4 separate regions of the Mus musculus genome follow, and all the other regions are linked to region 4. Evidence: chromatin contacts called from public HiCAR-type and promoter capture Hi-C data. All regions are on one chromosome and are shown on one strand. The core of a region is the stretch at or near the end of the contact, and the rest is flanking DNA. Distances in the headings are between cores, read along the strand shown.

Region 1 (2,700 bases), core at 197-2,696, 690 kb after region 4:
GGGTAGGTACCCTCGCTGTTTGCACACGTTCAGCCAATATTTACCTGGATTTAAAGACATGCGGGGCACGTTTTACGCAGTTTTTCATACTTATTCTTTAGCCTCTAACACTCAGAGAGGTTAGCACAGGAGCACAAAGTAACTTTTGTAGTTGAGCTTGGATTTCAACAGGTGCTGAACCCTGAGTCAGAACCAGGTACAGGCAGCTGCCGAGGATCTGGGAGCAGAGCCCCCAATCTTAGATTCTTTCCACCTTGTGGTGATCACTGTTGGATGCCTACTTCCTAATTAGTTGGCTGCCTTAGAAGCAGCTGCTTTGTCATCCCAACCTGGATTCTACCAGACTACAGCACGTTGTGCGTGGGTGGGTGGGTGCGCTTTCACATTGGGGAAAGTTATTATTGCCTAGGTGACTTTGCCTAGCGCAAGGCCCTCAAAAAGCTATGGATAATTAAATCTGGGTTTTTCCAGTTCTTAGGTCCCTGCCAAATAAAAATAATTCTGGGTTCACCCAAGTGCCCTTCTGTTAAAAGTGGAAGGAAGGATAGAGTTGAGAAAGCCATGTCCTCTCAACAAGTTCCGGGTGGTGCAATGACTGATATGTCATTTACTGTAGTTTTCAATAATCATTCCCGGCACTTGGAAGAAAAAAGGCAAATATTAGGAGGTGTGTATTCTGCATCCAAATGCCTGAAAATAAACGTCAACAATTTCTCTTCCATTATCAGTAACTTGAGGGTCTGGGTCGATAGACTCTGCCACCTACTCGGCCGTCCCACGTGCCCCCACCCCCCATTATTTATGAGTGGGGAGGGAGGATGGGAGACAGAGGCTGCCCCCCCCCCCTCCCCGCAGTGAATGTTGCCTTTTCTTGGAGCAACTCCGGATCCTCAGCGCGAAGCCGCTTTCCGTGACTTCGCAGTAACCTGGGATCGGAGGACCGGCTGGGTTTCCCAGGTTGGGGTGTGTCGGGCAGCGATGTTTTAAGTTGCTTTAGGGTTCCTATCCTCTCTGGGGTCTGGAATCTTTGGTGTCTGCGGCGGATGTTTTCGCACCTCAGCTACTCGCTCTCCAAGTCTTGTCTCCCCCACCTGCCACGTGGGACCTGCGCGCACCGTCCTCCCCTACACAGGCCACCACCCCTTCCCCAAGCCGCACTAGGTGGGTCCACGGCCCGGGGCTTGGAACCTGCCCTCCGCCTGCGCTCGCCCTTCGGTCGGAGGCAGAGCCCGGAGCGCAGATCCAGGCGGGAAGGGACGGCCGGATGGCTGGGCGCCGCGGGCCTCCGCCGCACCGGGCATGCTCAGTGGCACGGCCGGCTCGGTGGCCCGCGAGCTGCACCCGGATCTGTGCGGCGGCGGCGGCGACGTGAGCGCGCAGGGGGGCGGCGGCCTCGCCTCGTCTGTGTCTCGGCGCCGGGCTCGGGTGGGTGACGCGCAGTGCCGGGGCAATGTCGGATTTTGACAGCAACCCGTTTGCGGATCCGGATCTCAACAACCCGTTCAAGGTGAGCGCCCGGCCGCGGCCCTGGCCCGCGTTGGGCGTCGCGGTGGCCGTGGAGGCCCTGTCGGGAGGGTCTCGGGACGCAGCGTCACCACTGGCCGCGCCACCAGCCAGGAGGCTCGCACCGGGCCGCGGACCGGCCGGACCGGGAGCCGGGTCCGGAGCGGAGCGGGGCATGTGTGGCCGCCACTAGTCCGGTCGGCACGGCGGGCCGCGGGGCGGGGGCCGGGAGGCCGGGGCGCCCGGGCTGGGGTTGTCATGGGGACCTGGCACCGGCGCTGCGTGCCGGTGACGGCCAAGGTGTGCGGGAGAGAGGCGCGGATACACGGACGCTGCGATAAAAGGATAAAGGGGTGTTTTTTATTATCAAAACTCGGTTGCTCCCAGAGCCACCAGTGGCGCTGCCAGAGGCCCCCTTCCCCACCGGGCCCAGTTTAGGGGAACGGGCATCAAACAGAAGTTAAAAATAAATAAACATCTGGAAACAATAGTGCACACGGGCATCTCCCCACCTAGCTGCTGTTAGGGAGGTGGACCCTGGGCCATTTTCCAAGCTGGGAGTGCGTCACCGGGGATCCGAGCTGTTTGAGGATTCCGTTCCTCACGTGAGTGAGCTCTTTCCTTCATGGAGTGGACCTGATCGGATCCCAAGCCTCAGAAGGGCTTGGCATAGAAATAAATGCCTAGGCAGGCCATTTAAATGTTAGGCATCTGCTCTAAAATTTAATGCCGCGTCCGAGAACTTTGCCTTGAAAAGTACTTTGGTTTTCTTAAAGACTGTGAGGCATAGCAAGGCAATTTCTTCCAACTGTTGGCTTGGTTAGTTCTTTCTTAATTGCTCTGACTGTGTGCAGCTCAAACTTTAATTTGTAGTCTCAAAGGTGAAGTAGGAACTAATTTGTGGGCACCCAAGTGCTGCTTCTGGCCTGTTGGGTTTACCTCTTTTTAGTCCTTTTGTGGCTTACCTGCAATATTGAAGCAAAAGGCACCCCTGTTCTGATGGTTTTAACCTCATGTCTTCATGAAGGATTCTTTTAATGAAGTTATCCCCCTTATACCTGACAGCTGGACTCATTTTGCAAAACTACAGAGAAAGCTGTTATGGTTGAGTTGACTGTAACTTTCAACACCTGGTCCTCCCGATCTATTCATTTGCTTTTTTGTTTTGGTTTTCATTGTTGTTTTGAGACAGGGTCT
Region 2 (2,700 bases), core at 175-2,674, 520 kb after region 4:
TTCCTAAAAATCACTGCCTTGCTACAAATTGGAAACCTTCCATCAGAACCATTAAGACCAACATTTTAGAGTATGCAAATTAGTTTTATTACTATTTGCTTATTTGTATCCTCTCCTATTCCAGAAGGAATTTGAGAGGGCGTGTAAATTAGTTCCTGTGAACATTTTCACCTAGCATAGAAAATATGCTTTTTATTCTAAGTGCAAAAGCTGCTGGCTACTGTGTGGCAGCCGTGAGAACAGACAGCATGCCAGCTTTCCGTCAAGTCCCTTCCAAGGCCTCCAAGCCTTGCTGCTTCCTGGGCAGCTTCATAGGTGCTCAGTTTGACTTCAAAGGAAGAAAGCAAGAACGAAAACCTTTCCATGGCTATAATTTTATCACAATATCAGCCATGTCAAATTCCTTTCAAATATTTGTTTCATAACAATAATATAATAATATAAAAATGACTAACGTGAATCAGCAGAAATCAGCGGTCATCAAAAACACTTGGAAATGTAAGAACTATACACTTCCTAACGTTGTAACAGCATTGACGTTAATCCATACTTAAACTGAACGCAGTAACAGAGAGGAAATTGGTCTACTTATGCAATGTAAAAGGGCCTAAGGGCTATGTCAAATCTATTCATGCAGTGTGATAAAACCGATACCCTTACTGTACACTGACTTCTGGAGAGGAAGAGGTTATTTCTAATGTTCCCAAGGTTACACTGCATTAAGACCTTACTCCCGATCTATTATTTTAAATTGGGCTAAAGAACAGTAATTGAGTGGTGCATTAAGTTTCCAGCCCGGAGCAATTCAAGTGGCCTTCCATAGTGAGAGGAACTTCTAAATGAGAACAGATAGGCAACTCAGAGCTCAGTTATGCTACATTTATTTTTCTTAAATATTTTATTATAAATTGCAACTCTAGAAATCAGAATTTTACAACATAACACAATTTATTGTCTGATTTAAGTATTTTTCTTTGGCAACATACTTAATTCTCTTTTCTAATTAAAAAGACAATCACAAAATAAAGGTATTAGAACATTTTAGACTCATGAGTATATTAAGATTAAAACAACAGTATTTTAATACTCTAAGCATTCATAATAGCAACATTTGAAAGAATTTTTTAAAAAATCAATAAATCAATTCCAACAATGAAAAAAAGTCAAGATAGTAGAGGAGAAAAAAGGGTAACATTGGGAATGTTCTAGAATTGAGTTTAAAAATTCTTTAGCAAACATTTTTAAAATGTAGAAACTTGTTTATAATAAGGAATAATAATAATAATAGTATATCAAATAGTAATGATATTTTATAAAAATTTCAGAAGACAGACAGGGAAACACAGGGCTAGAGTCCCAGCCCCCAGCAGGCAGGAACCAGGAAGGAAGCCCAGGCAGCCTGGGCTACATGAGGCTGTATCAAAAAACCAAACAAGGAAGCCTTGAGAAACTAACAAGGCCAGGGCTGGTATGCATTTGCTAGTTAGAAAACTAAGATCTTCAAATTCAATCCCTCCATCGCCTAAAGCTAAAACTAAAGCTGCAAATAAAAGAGTTTACCCTGCTCCCCAGGTTTATTCAACAACATAATAAGCAGAAGTGGTGAACTAAAATTCAACTAATAATACACCACGCACGCATGCACGCACAGGCAAGCGAGCAGGTGCACGCACACAAGGTCAAACATAGAATAACAGTCTTTATACAAACCCCTGCTTTTCAATATTCTCAAAGGCAAACTGGACTGTAAGTGACTGTGTGCGACTCTTTACTCTGAATGCCCTGAGCAAGTGGTTAAGTGCACTTTTCAAGCCCTCTAAGAGAAGGTACTTGCCACTGCCATTTTAACCCATTAACTTGCCTGCAAAAACAAATGATTCCTCCCCACCACAGTTATAAAAAGACATCTAGAGAGAATTTACAGATCGCTCTGTTCGCAGCTCAATTTAAAAGCTATTGTGTTTCAACAACAGCCCACTGCACTGGACAATAATCTAAAGTAAAGCTACAAAATCATCAATTTTATTTATTTAAATTTGCCAAAGGCAGAATGAGTAGCTATCTAAGCGAGCTGCACACTAACAGCAAGTCAGACCCCAACAGTCTGTATCTAGGCTCTATATGCATTAAAAACTTAGAACTGAATTGTGTGTCAGTGTCAAGGTGCAGTGAAGGGGAACTCGTGACACAGCAGTGTCCAGTGAGGCATCTGGACAAACATGCATGACGTGCCACTCACTGTCCTTCCAGAATAACATCCAAGTGTTCTTTCATGGCACCTGTAACGTGGAAATATTACACCAAAGCCCACGACAGCAACCCTCAAGCAGTGTGCATGTTATTCTGGAGCAACCTTCCCAGAAAAGCAGTTACAAATGAAGGACACACCAAAGGACACTATGGTCACAACCAGAGCACACAGGATGACTGCTACAGCCAGCGTTTCCTCAGTGTGGATGAGCTCAGGAAGGAGAACAATGTGAACATTAGTCTTCATGTGTCAACTTTGCTACTCCCTAAATAAGCAATGACATCCGTCTTAATATGACAAAATCTATCAATGTTCTGTCCTCTTTAAACCCTGCACACCTAACATCTAAAGAGTCCCTATATACAATCTGTCACAGAACTTTTGAAGACTGGCTGATTTCTCAGATGTCCACAAAAACAGTATGCTTGCAGCTCTACCACTAACTCCAC
Region 3 (2,700 bases), core at 151-2,650, 590 kb after region 4:
ATAATAAATAAATCTTTTTTAAAAATCCAACTAAAATATAACCAGTATTTTATGTTAACTAGATAGTAGAAATAACTATGTATAAAAACTGCGAGGCTGAGGAGATGGTTTGGGCATTCGATGAGGGTGAAGGCATGACACATGCAGCCCTGATAGCCAGGGTCAATCCCCAGAGCCCACATAAGAAGCTGGCAGGGATGGCGTGCATCTACAATCCTAGCACTCCATGGTGAGACAGAGGCAGAGAGGGGGATCTTGCAGAAGCTTGTGGTCAGGCACCCTGGAGCACACACTCAGCACAGCACTCACGAGAAGGTGAGAATTGACTCCAGAAGGCCGACTTCTGACCCCCATATGCACACTACAGATCACGCGTGCCCCACCCCAAACAAATAAGTAAACAAATGTTTGGGGCTGGCGAGATGCCTCTTTGGTTACGATCACTCACTGTTCTTCCAATGGGACAGGGATTCTATTCCCACCACCCACAGCCATCTGTAACTCCAGGTCCTAAGGATCTGACCTCTGAGGGCACCAGGCTCACGCATGGTACAAACACACACTCAGGAGAAACATTCATGCACACAAAATGAAATAGATATTTTAAAAGAAAAACTGTCTCTGAAGATTTACTATAAATCTCACTGTAGTAAACTTAGAATCCCCTTTTCTAACATCTCAGGCTCTTCAAAACTCAGAGACAAATAGAAGGCTGTGGTGATGTGGGTGGGGAACAGGGCATCTCAAGCCACTCCTCCTCCTACTTTGTCCTGTTCCTTCGTTTTACATAATGATACTAAGTGGAAATACTAAAACCTAAAAGAAACATTTTAAATTGTATTCCTGTTGAGGAAACACACACACAAAACAGAAATAGATAGGAACTAAGAAGAAATGATTAGACACCCAAATGCCAGAAAAGGGGAAGCCTTTCTCCTTGGTTTCACTTTCCTTTTCCCTAAGAATGTTCCAGAACTTTCCTCGCCAGTGTTACCTGGAGAGAGAAATGGACAATGAGGAAGAAGAAATATCAATTTTAGGACCTGTCTACCACTCACCCAGACATCACCTTGCTCGGTCCTAACGGAAGCCTGGCTAGTCCCTGCTACATTCGTGCAAACAAGGACCTCTTTTCAGCCACCCTATGTCCTGTCCTGTTCTCTAAAACTAAAACCGAGAAATCAGGATGCCTTTGGTGCTGCCCCAGGGAAGAGCTACTAACTCTCAGGTCCAAGGGAACAGAAATAAGCTCTACTTCAGCCAGAGGCAGTGCCCAACTTCCCCAAGCCCCAATCTGTCACTATGACTTCCCAGATAGTGCCTTCCCCAATGCCCCTTTGCTTGTCACCAAAACAGGAAGGATTAAAAGAGCTGACACCTTCTTGTCAGTCTCGGATGCACTGTCTCTTCCTGCTCCTAAGTCAATGCCTTCAGAGTGTGTACTCAAAACTGACCAGGACCATGTGTTACTACATGACACTTAGAAATTAAGAAATGTTTATAAATTCAAGGTACTTGTTTGAAATAACGTTGAATTAGCAGTATTTGAAACACCATGTGTTATCTGCTTCAAACGCAGGCTTCCTTTTCTTTCCCTGCTTCTTCACTTACCCTCAATCTGAGGGAACTGACTTTATTTTTACATAAGTGACATCTTGTGGTGTTAAATGGTATAACTGTTCTATCCCATTCAAAATAAGCCTAAAAGTTTCAAGGAACAAGAAATGCATTGCTGAAAAGCTAAAGCAAACCTCATTTGGACTGGGAAAGGCGCTTGTACTCTACCAGAATAAACCAGAATACTGCCCAAAGCAACATGGGACGAGTCACGCAGGACAACCTGGGAGGGAGGTAGAGTATCGGTGGACTTTCTTTTTCATAAATCTGAAACCCAGAACTTATTACAACACTACTCCTGACCCCTCCTTCTCTTCCTCCACTCATTGTAAAGCAGTATAAACAAAGAGGAAACTGAAATCCAGCAGGCACCATGCTCATCAGTGCCACTCAAAGTACTACCTAGACACATGGAGGCACTCAAAGTCACATACTTGGAAAGTTGGAAGAGTAATTTGACAGTATAATTTTATGTTTATTGAATCCAATAAAAATGGGGTGGTATTGTACATACTTTTTCCACTGTATTTTTCTAGTAATTTATTTTTATTGAATTTTATAGAAGTGTTCATCCATGACAGACTGGAATTTTTCAAAGAAAGAAAAGCTCTTTAGCAGTTTGAGAGCAGAGCTCACACAATTAACTTGTCAGCCTTACTGTGGTGTGACTTATTATAACATTCTCCAATTCTAAGAGTATACTTTGTTCAGTTTTCAAACATGGGTAAAATCCTGCAATCACTAGCTACATCAACCACAGGACACTCCCTCCAACCTTGCCCACAACCTTTACAGCCAGATTCTCACTCCCCAACATCGTGATGGGTTGCTACCACTCTGACCCTGTATTTTCTAAAACTTCATACAAGCAGAGGTCATTCTAGCAGCTATAAAGCAGCTATAAAGCAGCTATAGAGCAGCTGGCAATATGTGTGTGCCCTCTGCACACAGACTAAGTGGTCCTTCCATGGCAGATTCAGTATATCTACAACAACTTCGTAATACTCATCCGGGTCTTAGCTGTCATCAGTCTGTGAAACACTGTCACCACACAGGCCAGGGTGGCCTGGAACTGGAGATCTT
Region 4 (2,700 bases), core at 19-2,518:
CAATTTCACCATAAGAAGCTTTGTTCTTAACCAAGGTTTCTTAAGTCTGACAAGCGAGTTTGGACTACGTTAAGTTTCTGTTCCTGAGACCTCTCCTGGGTGTTAGGATAGACAGCAGCATCCTTCTTCTATACACAGTGCCCCCATCACACCTACCCATGGCCAACAGTAGACACTGTACTATCCTCTGGGGACAAGATTACCCCAGGACTGAGAATCACTTAGACTGGAAGGCTGACTGTAATTCATAAGTAATGTTCTCTCATTCATTAGGAAAAATCACCAGCTCTTATAGTGTACATATTCAAGGCAGTTACACAATTGAAGTACTTTTGTGTGGAAAAGAAAACGTAAGATCCAGCATGCTATCCCATGGTGATGGTTTTGCATTTATCTGGTCTCTTTTCTAGCTGTCACTCAATTATGTGAGAGTTTTACCAGGTATGACAGAACTGAATAAAATAGTGTATTCACTAAATAAGCAAATAGTCAAATATATGTTATGTGTCCATTCAATAATCCACAATTCTTCCATAACCCTAAGGACTTCAAATTATATAAAATAAGTGATTTAAAAAAATCACGTGTCAATGTCAAAGCTATGAGGAAGTTAAAACTGCCAAGTTTGCAATAATCCAAACTGTAAAATGCTTCCTATAAGGAAGGAAGTGTAACACAAATTGTTGTGTGGCACATGAAGTAAATTTCAGATGTCAACATTTTTAAGGTGACAAAATTATTTTTTCAATGTGACGATGAGACCATACATGTACTAAATAAACAGAAATCATTTTCTCACTTAGCTTCTCGGAAAGCAACTAGTTAAATTTACGTTCCTTAAGCAAATTCGAGTCCCGGCTGAGAAGACTTATCGGTTCAAATAAATCAAGAGTGGCAGTCACTCCTGCTGGTTTGTAGTTAAGTCCCAGTTTCTTAGCAGAGGCCAGGTGGCCCTGAGCAGCCGCTTCCGGCGCTCGCCGCAGGCCCCGCCCCGGCCCCGCCCCCGGGCCCCCGCGCATTACCTCGGCTAGGCCCTGCGGCTCGCGGCCTCCTCCGATCAGCCAGCGCAGCATCGGGCCGGGGCGTCCGCGGCCCACGGAGCGAGGGCCGCCGCGGCGCAGGTGCTGGGGCTGCGGCCGAGTGAGCCTGGGGCGAGGCAGCGGGAAAACAGAAGTCTCGTTGGGGCGCCCGCACTGAAGGCCGCGACGGCGGAGGCGGAGGTTCCGCGTCCCCAGTGAGCACGCGCGTGGGCGCCGCGCGGTTGGCGCAAGAGCTCAGGTCGCTCGGGCGCCCCCTAGTGGGCGTGCGCTGCGGCCATGTCGCCGCAGGACCAGCGCTTGTCTAAATCCTGTGTAGCTACGGCGCCCCTTAAACACACTAGCAAGTCTCCTGGTTTCCCAACAGCCAGATGGAGAGGGTGTGCCTGCAGTAGACTTCTGCTCCTGGACGAATCTAGTGGCGTTCTTGTACACCAAGCAGCCAACATTGTGTGCCACAGAATAAGGACTGTACCAAACCCTAACGCCTCCCTTTTTACAGACCAAGAAACTGACCCGCTTAAAGATTAAGTAATGTGTCTAAAGATAAAAGCCAGCAGGTGGCCATGATGGAATTAAGACTTGCTCGGTAAACTTCAAAACCGGTTCTTACACATTGCCTGGACTGTCTTCCAAAGCAGGAAGTATAAAGCGAAGGAATCCGTTCCCTGGCTGTGCTGCTGAAACATGGAGCGACATTTCTAGCTCCAAACATTCTATGTCAGCCTCTAAATTTTCTTAATAGTTACACGACTGGTTATACAACCTGGCTTCGTATCAAAAATTACCTGGACACTTTTGAAAATGTAGACTAGGAAAAGCAATCTCTAGTTGGCACATAGAAATCAAAGTTTGAGGGGACTAATATCCAATATATATATAAAAAACCCAAGAAGGTAGACTCCAGAAAATCAAATAACCCCATTAAAAATGGGGCTCAAAGCTAAACAAAGAATTCTCATCTGAGGAATACCGAATGGCTGAGAAGCACCTGAAAAAAATGTTCAACATCCTTAATCATCAGGGAAATGCAAATCAAAACAACCCTGAGATTCCACCTCTCAACAGTCAGAATGGCTAAGATCAGGTGACAGCAGATGCTGGTGAGGATGTGGAGAAAGAGGAACACTCCTCCATTGTTGGTGGGATTGCAAGCTTGTACAACCACTCTGGAAATCAGTCTGGCAGTTCCTCAGAAAATTGGACATGGTACTATCGGAGGATCCCACAGTACCTCTCCTGGCCATATATCCAGAAGATGTTCCAACTAGTAAGAAAGATACATGCTCCACTATGTTCATAGCAGCCTTATTTATAATAGCCAGAAGCTGGAAAGAACCCAGATGCCCCTCAACAGAGGAATGGATACAAAAAATGTGGTACATTTACACAATGGAGTACTACTCAGCTATTAAAAAGAATGAATTTATGAAATTCCTAGGCAAATGGATGGATCTGGAGGGCATTATCCTGAGTGAAGTAACTCAATCACAAAAGAACTCAAATGATATGTACTCACTGATAAGTGGATCTTAGCCTAGAAACTTAGAATACCCAAGATATAAGTTACAATTTGCAAAACACATGAAACTCAAGAACAATGAAGACCAAAGTGTGGACACTTTGCCCCTTCTTAGAATTGGGAACAAAATACCCATGGAAG

The links. Promoter capture Hi-C pulls out the DNA fragments that hold promoters and counts their contacts. HiCAR-type assays count read pairs that join an accessible place to other places.
Region 1: a contact with region 4 is called in a HiCAR-type map of astrocytes, with 2.3 times the contacts expected there. The contact joins the promoter of Scamp1 here to the promoter of Wdr41 in region 4. A contact is called at or near these places in 4 of 39 promoter capture datasets (hippocampal neurons, liver, pre-B cells and 1 more) and 2 of 115 datasets of contacts at active chromatin or transcription factors (astrocytes and embryonic forebrain).
Region 2: a promoter capture Hi-C map of pre-B cells shows a contact between it and region 4, with 3 times the contacts expected there. The contact joins the enhancer-like site here to the promoter of Wdr41 in region 4. A contact is called at or near these places in 9 of 39 promoter capture datasets (the C10 cell line, the HPC-7 cell line, cranial neural crest and 4 more) and 5 of 115 datasets of contacts at active chromatin or transcription factors (astrocytes, cardiomyocytes, embryonic basal ganglia and 2 more).
Region 3: a contact with region 4 is called in a promoter capture Hi-C map of pre-B cells, with 2.5 times the contacts expected there. The contact joins the enhancer-like site here to the promoter of Wdr41 in region 4. A contact is called at or near these places in 5 of 39 promoter capture datasets (the 3T3-L1 cell line, HPC-7-derived erythroid cells, pre-B cells and 1 more) and 2 of 115 datasets of contacts at active chromatin or transcription factors (astrocytes and stem cell-derived neural progenitor cells).

Annotation. Positions count from the first base shown.
Region 1 is chr13:94,284,027-94,286,726 of GRCm38.p6, reverse strand. It overlaps Scamp1 (secretory carrier membrane protein 1), which reads left to right and starts at 1,446. Exons shown (of 9, transcript NM_029153.1): 1 at 1,446-1,507. The coding sequence starts at 1,451.
Region 2 is chr13:94,459,100-94,461,799 of GRCm38.p6, reverse strand. The region is part of intron 14 of Ap3b1 (adaptor-related protein complex 3, beta 1 subunit); the gene reads right to left. Among named protein-coding and RNA genes, the nearest start is that of Ap3b1, 100 kb to the right of the region's middle. Within about 2 kb of position 1,424, at least 9 of the 459 cell types and tissues checked have an H3K27ac peak or open chromatin away from gene starts, as enhancers often do. A contact at or near this core is called in the HPC-7 cell line, where this site is marked.
Region 3 is chr13:94,380,846-94,383,545 of GRCm38.p6, reverse strand. All of the region lies in intron 1 of Ap3b1 (adaptor-related protein complex 3, beta 1 subunit), which reads right to left. Among named protein-coding and RNA genes, the nearest start is that of Ap3b1, 23 kb to the right of the region's middle. Within about 2 kb of position 1,400, at least 113 of the 459 cell types and tissues checked have an H3K27ac peak or open chromatin away from gene starts, as enhancers often do. A contact at or near this core is called in pre-B cells, where this site is marked.
Region 4 is chr13:94,974,912-94,977,611 of GRCm38.p6, reverse strand. Wdr41 (WD repeat domain 41) reads right to left here and starts at 1,268. Exons shown (of 14, transcript NM_172590.3): 1 at 1,023-1,268. The coding sequence starts at 1,073.